Linked DNA regions of Mus musculus: region 1 is linked to region 2. Evidence: chromatin contacts called from public Micro-C data. All regions are on one chromosome and are shown on one strand. The core of a region is the stretch at or near the end of the contact, and the rest is flanking DNA. Distances in the headings are between cores, read along the strand shown. Region 1 has its middle 14 kb from the start of n-TLtaa3. Region 2 holds the start of Ltv1 (LTV1 ribosome biogenesis factor).

Evidence for each region. Hi-C and Micro-C count contacts between places; a contact is called where the count stands out from the background.
Region 1: a Micro-C map of embryonic stem cells shows a contact between it and region 2, with 3 times the contacts expected there. The contact joins the enhancer-like site here to the promoter of Ltv1 in region 2. A contact is called at or near these places in 4 of 39 promoter capture datasets (hematopoietic stem and progenitor cells, liver and pre-B cells), 1 of 484 Hi-C or Micro-C datasets (embryonic stem cells) and 1 of 9 other capture datasets (adipose tissue).

The regions. Positions count from the first base shown.
Region 1 is chr10:12,906,359-12,911,387 of GRCm38.p6, forward strand. No RefSeq gene overlaps it. Among named protein-coding and RNA genes, the nearest start is that of n-TLtaa3, 14 kb to the right of the region's middle. Within about 2 kb of position 3,058, at least 8 of the 459 cell types and tissues checked have an H3K27ac peak or open chromatin away from gene starts, as enhancers often do. A contact at or near this core is called in embryonic stem cells, where this site is marked.
Region 2 is chr10:13,191,772-13,196,952 of GRCm38.p6, forward strand. Ltv1 (LTV1 ribosome biogenesis factor) reads right to left here and starts at 1,366. Exons shown (of 11, transcript NM_181470.4): 1 at 1,257-1,366; 2 at 337-468. The coding sequence starts at 1,259.

The sequences.
Region 1 (5,029 bases), core at 1,808-4,307, 280 kb before region 2:
GTATGAAACTAAAAAAAAATTAATGAAAATATTCCAGGGGCTGGAGAGATGGCAGAGTGGTTAAGAGCACCAATACCAACTGCTCTTCTGAAGGTCGTGAGTTCAGATCCCAGCAACCAACCACATGGTGGCTCACAACCATCTGTAATAAGATCTGACTCCCTCTTCTGGAGTACTTACATATAATAAACAAATAAATCAAAAAGAAAAGAAAATATTCCAAAAAATATTTGATTATTTATTTTATGTGTATAAACATTTTTTCTGCATGCATATATGTGCACCATGTATATGCCTGGTCAGAAGAGGGCATTGGATCTCATGAAATTGGCTTTATGGATGGTTGTAAACCACCGTGTGGATACTGGGAATCAAACCTGGAGTCCTCTGTAAAAGCAGCAGGTGCAGTGAACCCCTGAGCCTTCTCTTCAAAGCCAGATTTGTCTTATTTTTAGTAATGTTGTGTGTGTGTGTGTGTGTGTGTGTGTGTGTGCGCGCGCGCGCGCGCGAGTGACAGGTGGCTGTAGGCTTTTGGAAGAGCAGTATGTGACCTTAACCACTGAGCAATCTCCCCAGCTCAACTAACATATTTACTAGCTGTTACAGGAATGTAGGAATGTTTCCTAGCTCAGTCAACTTTAAATGTTAATTTTCAACTTAAAATCATCTGAAGGAAAATAGAATTTGGTTGAAACAATCTGAAAACCCCCAAAATTATTTTTTTTGTGTTTTGTTTATGATTAGTTTTGGCCATCTAAGAACTGACTATAAGTCAGTAATTTAGAGGGCTGGAGAGATGGCTCCATCCATGCCTAAGAACCTTTGCTACCCACTCTTCAGAGAACATGAGTTCAGTTCGCACCACCCACACCAGACAGCTCACAACCACTGTAACTGCAGTTCCAGGGTATCCGAAGCCCCCTTCATTTAGATCCCAGCATTTTCCACCAAAATTTTCTTATATAGCAAGCAAGTAGAAGATGGAATTTGAAAAGCAGTTAAAATTAAGAACACAGGGATGTGGTGGCAACCCACCTTTAATCCCAGCACTCGGGAAGCAGAGGCAGCTAGATCCACTGAGTCATCTCTCCAGCCCTAGAAAACCTATCTTGAAAAACAAAACAAAAAACAAACAAAAAAGAGAACATGTCCTATCTTTGAGCCAGTATGGGGGTGTATGTCTTTATTGTCAGCTCTCAGGCAGGCAGAACTCTGAGTTTGAAGTCATTCTGGTCTATAACGAGAGTTTCAGGACATCCAGGGCTATTATACCTCAAAAAATATAAACAAACAAATAAATAAATAAATAAATAGGAAAGAAAGCAGAAGCAGAGAAGATTATCATAAAATATTCTGACCAGCCAAGATTTCCCCCAAGAGCCTGTGAGGTGTTCCCTAATAACAAACCAAGAAACTAATGCAGCAGAGAAATAAAGGTCGTCTGAAGCAAGCCTTTGCCACTGCAGAGGAATGATGACTGTTTCACCTCAGTCTGGCACATTCTGTGAATAAATATAGCATTAGATTTCTGTCTCTTCTGCCCATTAGGTCCGTTCAAGCTTCTTATGTGACCCATTTTTTAAATCCATCTACCTGATAGGGGAAGATTCAGAAAATATTGCTTTCTGCCAAATAGAAAACAAATTTTAGCACAGCCTCTCCTACTTTGCCATGCTCACCTCCTGTTCCTTTTCAAGAGAATAAATAATTACAGTGATTTATCTTTGGGTCTGGAGGAGTCAACTTTGGGGCGAAGTAGATAAACTGGTTAAATATATTTAGCAAGTGATCACCCAGGGACCAGCAAACAGATAAAAAGAAGAAACCATTTCTTCGTGATTAAAGAAATGTGCAAACACTAAGTTCTAACAAAGTGGAAATAAATACAGAAACTATAAATGGGAATGAGGGGTAAAGACAGTAAGTTTTCCAAGTTCTGAACGTCTATCCTGATTCCCCCATCCCTTATCACCAGGAGAGCAGTCCAGTTTCTCAGGTACCCTGCTGGTCTCAATTTCTAGACTTCCCCAGGTGGTAAGAGTCCAGCGGAGCACATATTGCTCTGGCCTCAAGGCCAATGTGAACACTGAAGCTAGTAGTGGCTGTGGCCCCCTTTTTCCTTTAGATGACTGTCAGGCCTCTGGTAAGACTCCTGCTTTCCATCGTTTTCTTTCTCCTAGCACAGATGGGGATTTGATTGCTAGTTGGCCTTTTACCTAAGATCTGGAGAACAGACTGGCAATCAACTTGTAAACCATCCCTTGTGCTGGGGTTTACACCTACAGCTTGCACGTGCCTAGCAATTCCATGCAACTGAGTTATCGTTCCAGCCCAAATAAATTGCTTGTTTTTGTTGATTAGGTGTTATTTTGCCATTTGACTCTCTATGTAGTCAAGGATGGGCTTCGGCTTCTAGTGAGAGTGGTAGCCCATTCCTTTAGTCTACCAGTCAGGAGGCAGAAGCAGGAGGATCTCTGTGAGTTTAAGATCAGTTTGCTTTATACAGTGAGTACTAGGCCTCCTAGGGCTGCATTGTGAATCTCTATCTCAAAAAAAAAAAAAAAAAAAAAAGCAGGCAGCAGTTTTCCTATGTAATCCCCTACAGTAGGCTGGGCTCTTTGGTGATGCAGGTGCCTTTAAGTCCACACTACTGTAAGTAATCTCTTACCTATAGTTCAATGAGTAACTGGATGTTGGGTATCATTACTTCGGTCTGTTGGCTGTGCCCTAGCTGCAGTGAGCAGACTAGATGTTTACTCCCACAGGAATCATGTCAAACACAGACACACAGACTCATACATGCAAATCCTGTCTCAGAAAAAACAACAACAACAACAAAACCAAAGCAGGCAGCAGAGTACTTATGGTCAGTTTCTGGCTCTTCCTGAGACTAGTGAGTTGTTACCTTTCCTCTTCACAAACCTTTAAAATCTTCCGAAGTAGTTTTGTCCTTTGTTTTTGTTTCTTTGTTTGAGACAGGGTCTCAGTGTGTTGCCTGGGTGGGTCTGGAGCTTATTATGTAAAGCAGGCTGATCACAAATTCCCAGAGATCCTCCTGCCTCTACCCCTGACTGCTGGCTTTAAAGGAATGTGGAACCCTGCAGCTACAAACTTTGGAAGTCTTAAAGGATTTTCTCTCCAGAGTGAAATGCTCCAGTTTGCAGGAAATTGCTATACAAGAGAATGCCCACAAACCTGATTCTATAGGCTCCCATGCATCTGCCAGACTAAGTGTAACACACACACACACACACACACACACACACACACACACACACACACTTAAATATCAGCCTGTTGCTCCTAGAGCCATAAGGAGCAAAATAAGATTAAACCAAGAGTACGAGAAACTGATGCAATTGGGAAATCGGGCAAAGCATAATCTAAGACAATGATGAAAACCAATAGATACATAATGTATAAGGTCATCAGAGGCAAGTATGCTTCTGCTATACATACTTGTTATATGATATATGTAATATATATCATAAATAATATGTCAAATAAAATATATAGCAAATGATATTGTTAGGGTCCAAAAGTTGCTGAAGGAAGACCTCGGGCTCAAGCAGTATGCAAAAGCAGAGAGCGTTCATTCAGCTGAGTCTCCTGCATGCAGGCAAGGCTCTCCCTAGTTGGGAATGGAGTTACCTGGTGCAGGCTTAGCTTTTATTGTCAGTCAGGGGAATTCCAGGGAGGGCTTTGTGTCCTTTTACCTTGATTGGTTAGCTCTATCTTTAGAGGTCTGACTGACTCTATAATTGGTTAGGCTCTGGAGACTTCCCAGGGGGTGGCTTACTCATTCTAGCTACCTATTCTTACTTCAGGCCAGATGACAACATGTCCTTGGAGTGGCTGCCTGAAGCAGTGGTTGGATTCCCAGGAGTTCCAAGGGCTCTGGCACTCAGTCCTCTCAATATTGTATTATATGATATACACACGCATGTGTGTGTGTGTGTGTGTGTGTGTGTGTGTATCAACATACAGATTGCTATACAAACATGTAGATGCTACAGAGTTTCAGGACAGCCAAGAAACCTTGACTTGAAAAAACAAAAAACAAACACAGGTATCCCCATGAGATACAGACAACACTCAGAGGCCCTCTTCTCACCTTCTTTATTTTTAATTTCTGATGTTCTCGGGCATTTCACCAGCCTCACGTAATCTGTGTTGGCTCCAATTTACTATGTAGCAGAGGATAATCTTGTCCTTCTGTCCCAGTTTCCTTCTCCCACGTGCTCAGATGGTAGGCATGCATTACTACACAGTTTTTGTTTGTTTGGGTCTAGGGATCAAACCCAGGGCTTGGTGCGTTCTGGGGTTAGTATCTGACCAACTGAGCTACATCTCCAGCTCTCTTAGATTGTCTTTTTTCTCTTTTTTCCTTTTTTTGGCTTTTATTGCCACATGTAAGTTCATGACTCTTATCCTGTCTTTCTAGCCTCTAGCCTGCATATTTAATCTTTGAGGAAAGCAGAGAATAGGAGATCCCAGGACAGGGCTGCACTATTGGGATGACATCCTGCACTGTCCCTGTAGTGTTCTCAGAAACTTTCAGACAGACACATACCCAGGCTGTTGTCTGTTTTGCCTGATGCCTTAATGCTGATACTGTTGGCTGTGTTTTCAGTCTGATACAATTTCTTCACGGTTGATATTCAGGTAGTTGGATTGAAGATCTGATAGTGCCCTTATATTGCATGTCAGTTTCAGAGTAGAATTGAGAGGACACATGATTTAAAAAAAAAAAAAAAGACTAAGAGAACTAAGAGATGGATGTAGTTCGGTGATAGAGTGTTTAGCATGCACAAGGTCCATCCAGCATTGAGATCACAGGGTCCAGGGTGGGGCAGGGAACAGCTATGTCTTAGCATGGGGCACATGTAGTGAGTTTTTGGATTGCTTCTAGTAATACTAAAATTTATACTAGTCCTTATTCCCACCAGGTAGAGCTAGCAAGAGCTGCAAGTGAAGAATCGCCTAAGACTGACTTTCTTTCTTTCTTTCTTTCTTTCTTTCTTTCTTT
Region 2 (5,181 bases), core at 116-2,615:
TGGGGGAATCCCAAGAGAAAGCAGAGACTGAGCATACCGCCATAGCCTAAATAATACTGTGCAGATGGAGGCTGTGAACTAGTGAACTTGACTAATATTCTATAAGATCTCTTTATTTAATAATCTCAAAGATGCTTTAGCCTGTCAATCAAAATAAATACACAACATCAAACATCAGCACAGAAACTGGAAACTGAGTCACAGCTCTTTTTTTTATTTTTTTAAGAGGACCAACTTCTGAGAATGCCCGGCATGCTTAAGTTCCCTGGGTTCCATGTTCAGGACTACAAAACTACCATTCACCTAAAAACGTAGTGGCTCCAGAACAGGACCTACCTTTTGTGTAGGCAAGAGAACCCTCTGGGGTGCAGTTTCATCTGCGGCTAAAGGATCTCGCTGGCTCCGGTGGACCAGGTGAAAAGACACAGCTTTCTTCTTCTCTATAAAGGGCTTTTTCTTTCTGTGAGGCTACAAAATAATCAGGAAAGGTCAATAAAACAGAACCCCCACACAGTGGGCAACGCCACAGCCACAGGTACACTCAGTTAAGCATGTGGAGGGTGAACAGATATTTCAGATTTGTACACCTAAGCCAGACAGGACAGGAGTCCCTGTCTCCTGAAGGATCCATACTTACCTTCGCCAACAAACCCTGGCTAGGCACCTACTCTGAGACACTTGTTCAAAGGTGCTGGGGAATATGTGGGGCAGTGTGAGAAACTCTCCGCTCTTAGCAAGTAAATCAGTAAGAGGGAAAATCAAACAGGATTTTCAAATCAAAAGCAAATGCCTGAAGTCTCTCTTAATGGGTGCTCTGGGAAGGTCCCCGAAAAGTTTTATCAACAAGACAAGGAGCCTGCCACAAGAAAATATAGACAGACACTTCATCTACAAGGTAGTAAATAAGATTAGGGCACAGACAACTAAGGTTCAGATGATTTACTCCTCGATACATTCGTATTTGCTCTTCAGCTCTGGGTCTAACCAGAGTTGCTACCCAGTGGCCCAAGTGAACCCCGGAAGCAGGGGGCGGAGCTTCTGCGTCACAGGGACGGAGTTACCCAAAGCCTTCAGGACTGGAAACTCCGGGCGTTTGGCGAAAGGGAAACCTTCTTTCTCCTTCCGAAGTGCCCCGGGGGTGACGAAGGTGACTGGTGCCGGGAGAGTGACAGGACTCGGGGCACCAAGCCACGCGGCCAGTGGCCTAAGTCAGCCGCAGGGAGCGGCTCCCTCCCGGAGCACCGCGGTTTTCTCACCATGATGAGGCAGGGACACCCTCTCCGGAACCGCGGCAGCCGAACCGCCGCTCCCCGGTACCTGCCGGCAGCTCCACACGTGGGTCCACAGGGCTAGGGCAGCACGTCACACGATGGCGGGGCAAGGAGCCAATCGCCGGCGAGCCGCTAGGCTGTAGCCGGAAGTTGCGTGAGCCCGCGGTGACAGAACCTTCCCGGGGACTTCCGGGAGGTGGGGCTAGCAGGACCTTCAGTGGGCGGGGCTTTCTGGCTGGAGTTGGTGGCGGCAGGGAGTAGCCTACTTACCTGAGGGCAAGTTTCAGGTTCCAACCTGGGGCTTCAGATATTCCTTACCTGTGCTTAACTCAGAACAAACAAAACAAAAACAATCAAAAACAAACGAAAACAAGACCAAGGCTGTGCAGGTTCATGACAGGAAAGTGGTCACTTCCCTGGCTTCTTCTTCTTCTTTTTTTTTTTTTTTAATATGTTTGTTTGTTTGTTTGGTTGTTTGGTTGTTTGGTTGGTTGGTTGGTTGGTTTTTCGAGACAGGGTTTCTCTGTGTAGCCCTAGGCTGTCCTGGAACTCACTCTGTAGACCAGGCTGGCCTCAAACTCAGAAATCCGCCTGCCTCTGCCTCCCGAGATTAAAGGCGTGCTCCACCACTCCCTGGCCTTCCCTGGCTTCTTGACCTAAGGGGAATCAGTTGCCTAGCAATGTCCAACCAAGGCCTAGCTTCAATAGGCAGAGTCTAACATCTTTAGGGTTTTCGTATTACATCTTTTTGATGAACAACTCCCAACCGTACCTTTAGCACAGTCCATAAGTGTTGGTATTCTGTCTGGACTCCACCCCCACAGATACCTGGCAATTGCCAGGTATTCGCTGCCCCACGGTTACCTGGCAACAGCCAGGTAGACCTGGCCCTATAAAAGGGGCTGCTTGTCTCCCCCTCTCCCATCCTCTCTCATTTGCCTTTCTTTTGCCTCTTGCCCTCTTGCTCCCCATTCCCTCCCCCCCTTGCTCCATGTGTCATGGCCCGCCTCTACTTCACTACTCTCTCCTTCTCTCTGCCTTTCTCTGCCTCGTCTACTTTCTTAACTCCCCTCTCCATGCCCTGAATAAACTCTATACCCCCTTCTCCCAGACCCCGCCAGAACTTATCGTAATAGCTCTTTCTCTTTTTATGATCACAACACTAAGATTATTGGTTTTAGGGGCATTTGATGTAATAAAATAAATTCCGAAGCTCTGATGATTGCATATTTTTTTAAGATGAAAACTAATAAAAACCCAAGGTGGTTTTTTGTTTTTGTTTTTTGAGACAGTGTCTCATGTAGCCCAGCCTTCTGTCCAACTTGAACTACGTATCCTCCTACTTGCATCACGCTAGTGTTGGGCGTATTCGATGTGTGTGATGCTGAAGACTGAAGCCAGCCAGGGCTTCCTGCATGCTCGGAGAGCACCCTAACACGTTTTCTGTGACTACATCTCCATCCCCCAAGTTGTTGCTCACATATTTTGTGGTGCCTTAAGCAAATAGGATTTTAAGTGTAATTTCTTAGGAAGATTTCCGTCGGATGCTGGAGAGGAGCGTGATGAAATAATCCAACATTCTATCAGTAGACGCTTGCTTTCTCATTCCCAATTGCTAGTGGTTTTTTTTTTTTCTTCAATGTCTTGAGTTCTGTTGAAATGTCTCTATAATTATAGCCAAATATTATCATTGTAAATGTTTGTGGGCTACTGTTCTTTTTCTACAAGAAAAATAATGGAAATAGTTTAGATCAGAACCACACGTTTTGTCATGAGAAAATGTTTTGTAAAGTACATATATAGTTTAACATATCTTTATGCTAACTAGCCATCATTCTTTGCTATTTGAAAGCAAGATTTATATGGGAAGCACCAGGCTCAGTTCAATCTGTTTTATTTACTACTGGATCTAGTTCTTGATACACACACCCAATAAATATTTGTTTATGGGAATTAATGATTTGGCATTCTACCTGAATAACCAATTTCCCCACTATGACTCTGTGAGAGAGGGGCTATTAGGTGCCCTTATGAGCATTTTTACTGCAACCCAAAATTCCCAGAAGAAAAAGCCATATTTGTGTTGAAGATTTTAAATGACTAATTAGAACTTCATGATTGTGGAAAGTTGGAATGTTGCCTATATTCAGTACCCCCTTAGTAGCTAACTCATTGTCCTCCTCTGGGTCTGACCTGGCAACCTTTTGGCTATTAGGTAAAACATTTGACATGTATTCTTGCAACCACTGTTTCCACCAACCCCAAAGCTAAGAATGACATCAGCTAACATCCCAAACCACCGCAGAGTTGTCCCAGCACTACTGCAACCTGTCTACCTGTGATAGCCCAGCAGTGTATTTGGAAAATGCATTTATTTATGATTGTTTATGGGTTGTTGTTTTTTTTTTTTTCCTGAGACAGGGTTTCCTCTGTGTATCCCTGGCTGTGGTACTCATTCTGTAGATGAGGTTATCCTCAAACTCAGAGATCATCCTGCCTCTGCCTCCTGCGTGCTGGGATTAAAGGAGTGTGTCAAGCCAGCCTAAAGACCTTTCGTTTCTTTTCTTTTTCTTTTTTTAAGGTGTACTTTCTTTAAGATTTATTTATTTATTTATTTATTTATTTTTTTAATGCATATGAGTACACTATAGTTTCTTCAGACACAGTAGAAGAGGGCATCAGATACCGATACCATTATAAATGGTTGTGAGCCACCATGTGGTTGCTGGGAATTGAACTCAGGACCTCTAGAAGAGCAGTCAGTGCTCTTAATCTCTGAGCTATTTCTCCAGACCTCTTTTCTATTCTTTTTCTTTCCTTTCCTTTTCTTTTCTTTTCTCTTTTCTTTCCTTTTCCTTTCTTTTCTTTTTCTCTTTTCTTTTCTTTCCTTTTCTTTTCTTTCCCTTTCCTTTTCTTTCTCTCTCTCTCTCTCTCTCTCTCTCTCTCTCTCTCTCTCTTTCTTTCTTTCTTTTAATTCTTTTTGAGACAAGCTCTCAGTATGTGGCTGTCCAGGAACTTACTATGTAAGACAGGCTGATCAACCTGCCTCTGCCTCTGGAGTGCTGGGGTTAGATGTATAATTCTTTAAAGAAAAAGAAATAATAGAAGTTCACATGTCCTCTTCCACTTCCACGGTTAATCGGGGCAATTGGAATCCGTTCCTGGATGTGGCACTCACATTTGGAATAAGGGTGAACTTATTTCTCCCTGAGATGAGAGATATGTTTCGTATCAGCATGAGAGATACTAAAAAACAAGGTATCAAAAAAGAGACTTTTCATAGTAAACATAACTGATAGGGTGGAAATTGTGAGACATAACCTGGGTTTCTAAACCATATTGCTTTCTTATACACAATAACAATATTCATGTTTTACCATTTATTGCTCTAAGACAAACACATAACATAGAGCAAAGAACTTTCTATTTACTATGCCATTTAATTCCTTCCATAGATCTGTGAAGCCCAATGAGATAATACTGAGATGGATGTCTGACGTTCAAAGAATTGAAGTTACTGACCCAAGGTAGCAGTGCATGTAGGAAAGCATAGAGATGCTGACCATCAGCCTCGTTTAGGAAGGTCATAATCTTTCCCACATTTTTTTTTTTTTTTTTGCTGCTTCTCAGTGAAATCAACCAGCATATTCTGTTGTTGTTTTTAATTTCTAAAATTTCCATATGTATAGTTTCATTACCCAATTTATTACAGTGTTCATTTTGAACACTCATCAAGTCTCTTCCCTAGATACCGTGTCCACATTCTGGCGTTGGGATGAAGTCAAACTCTTGGATTGTTACTGAGGTTTCATCTCATCTTAACATCCTGTTATTTTGCCAACTGCTCTTCATATCCCGGCCCTGTCAAGCTGTTCCTAGGTCCCAAAAGCACCTGGTGAGATGAGCTCTT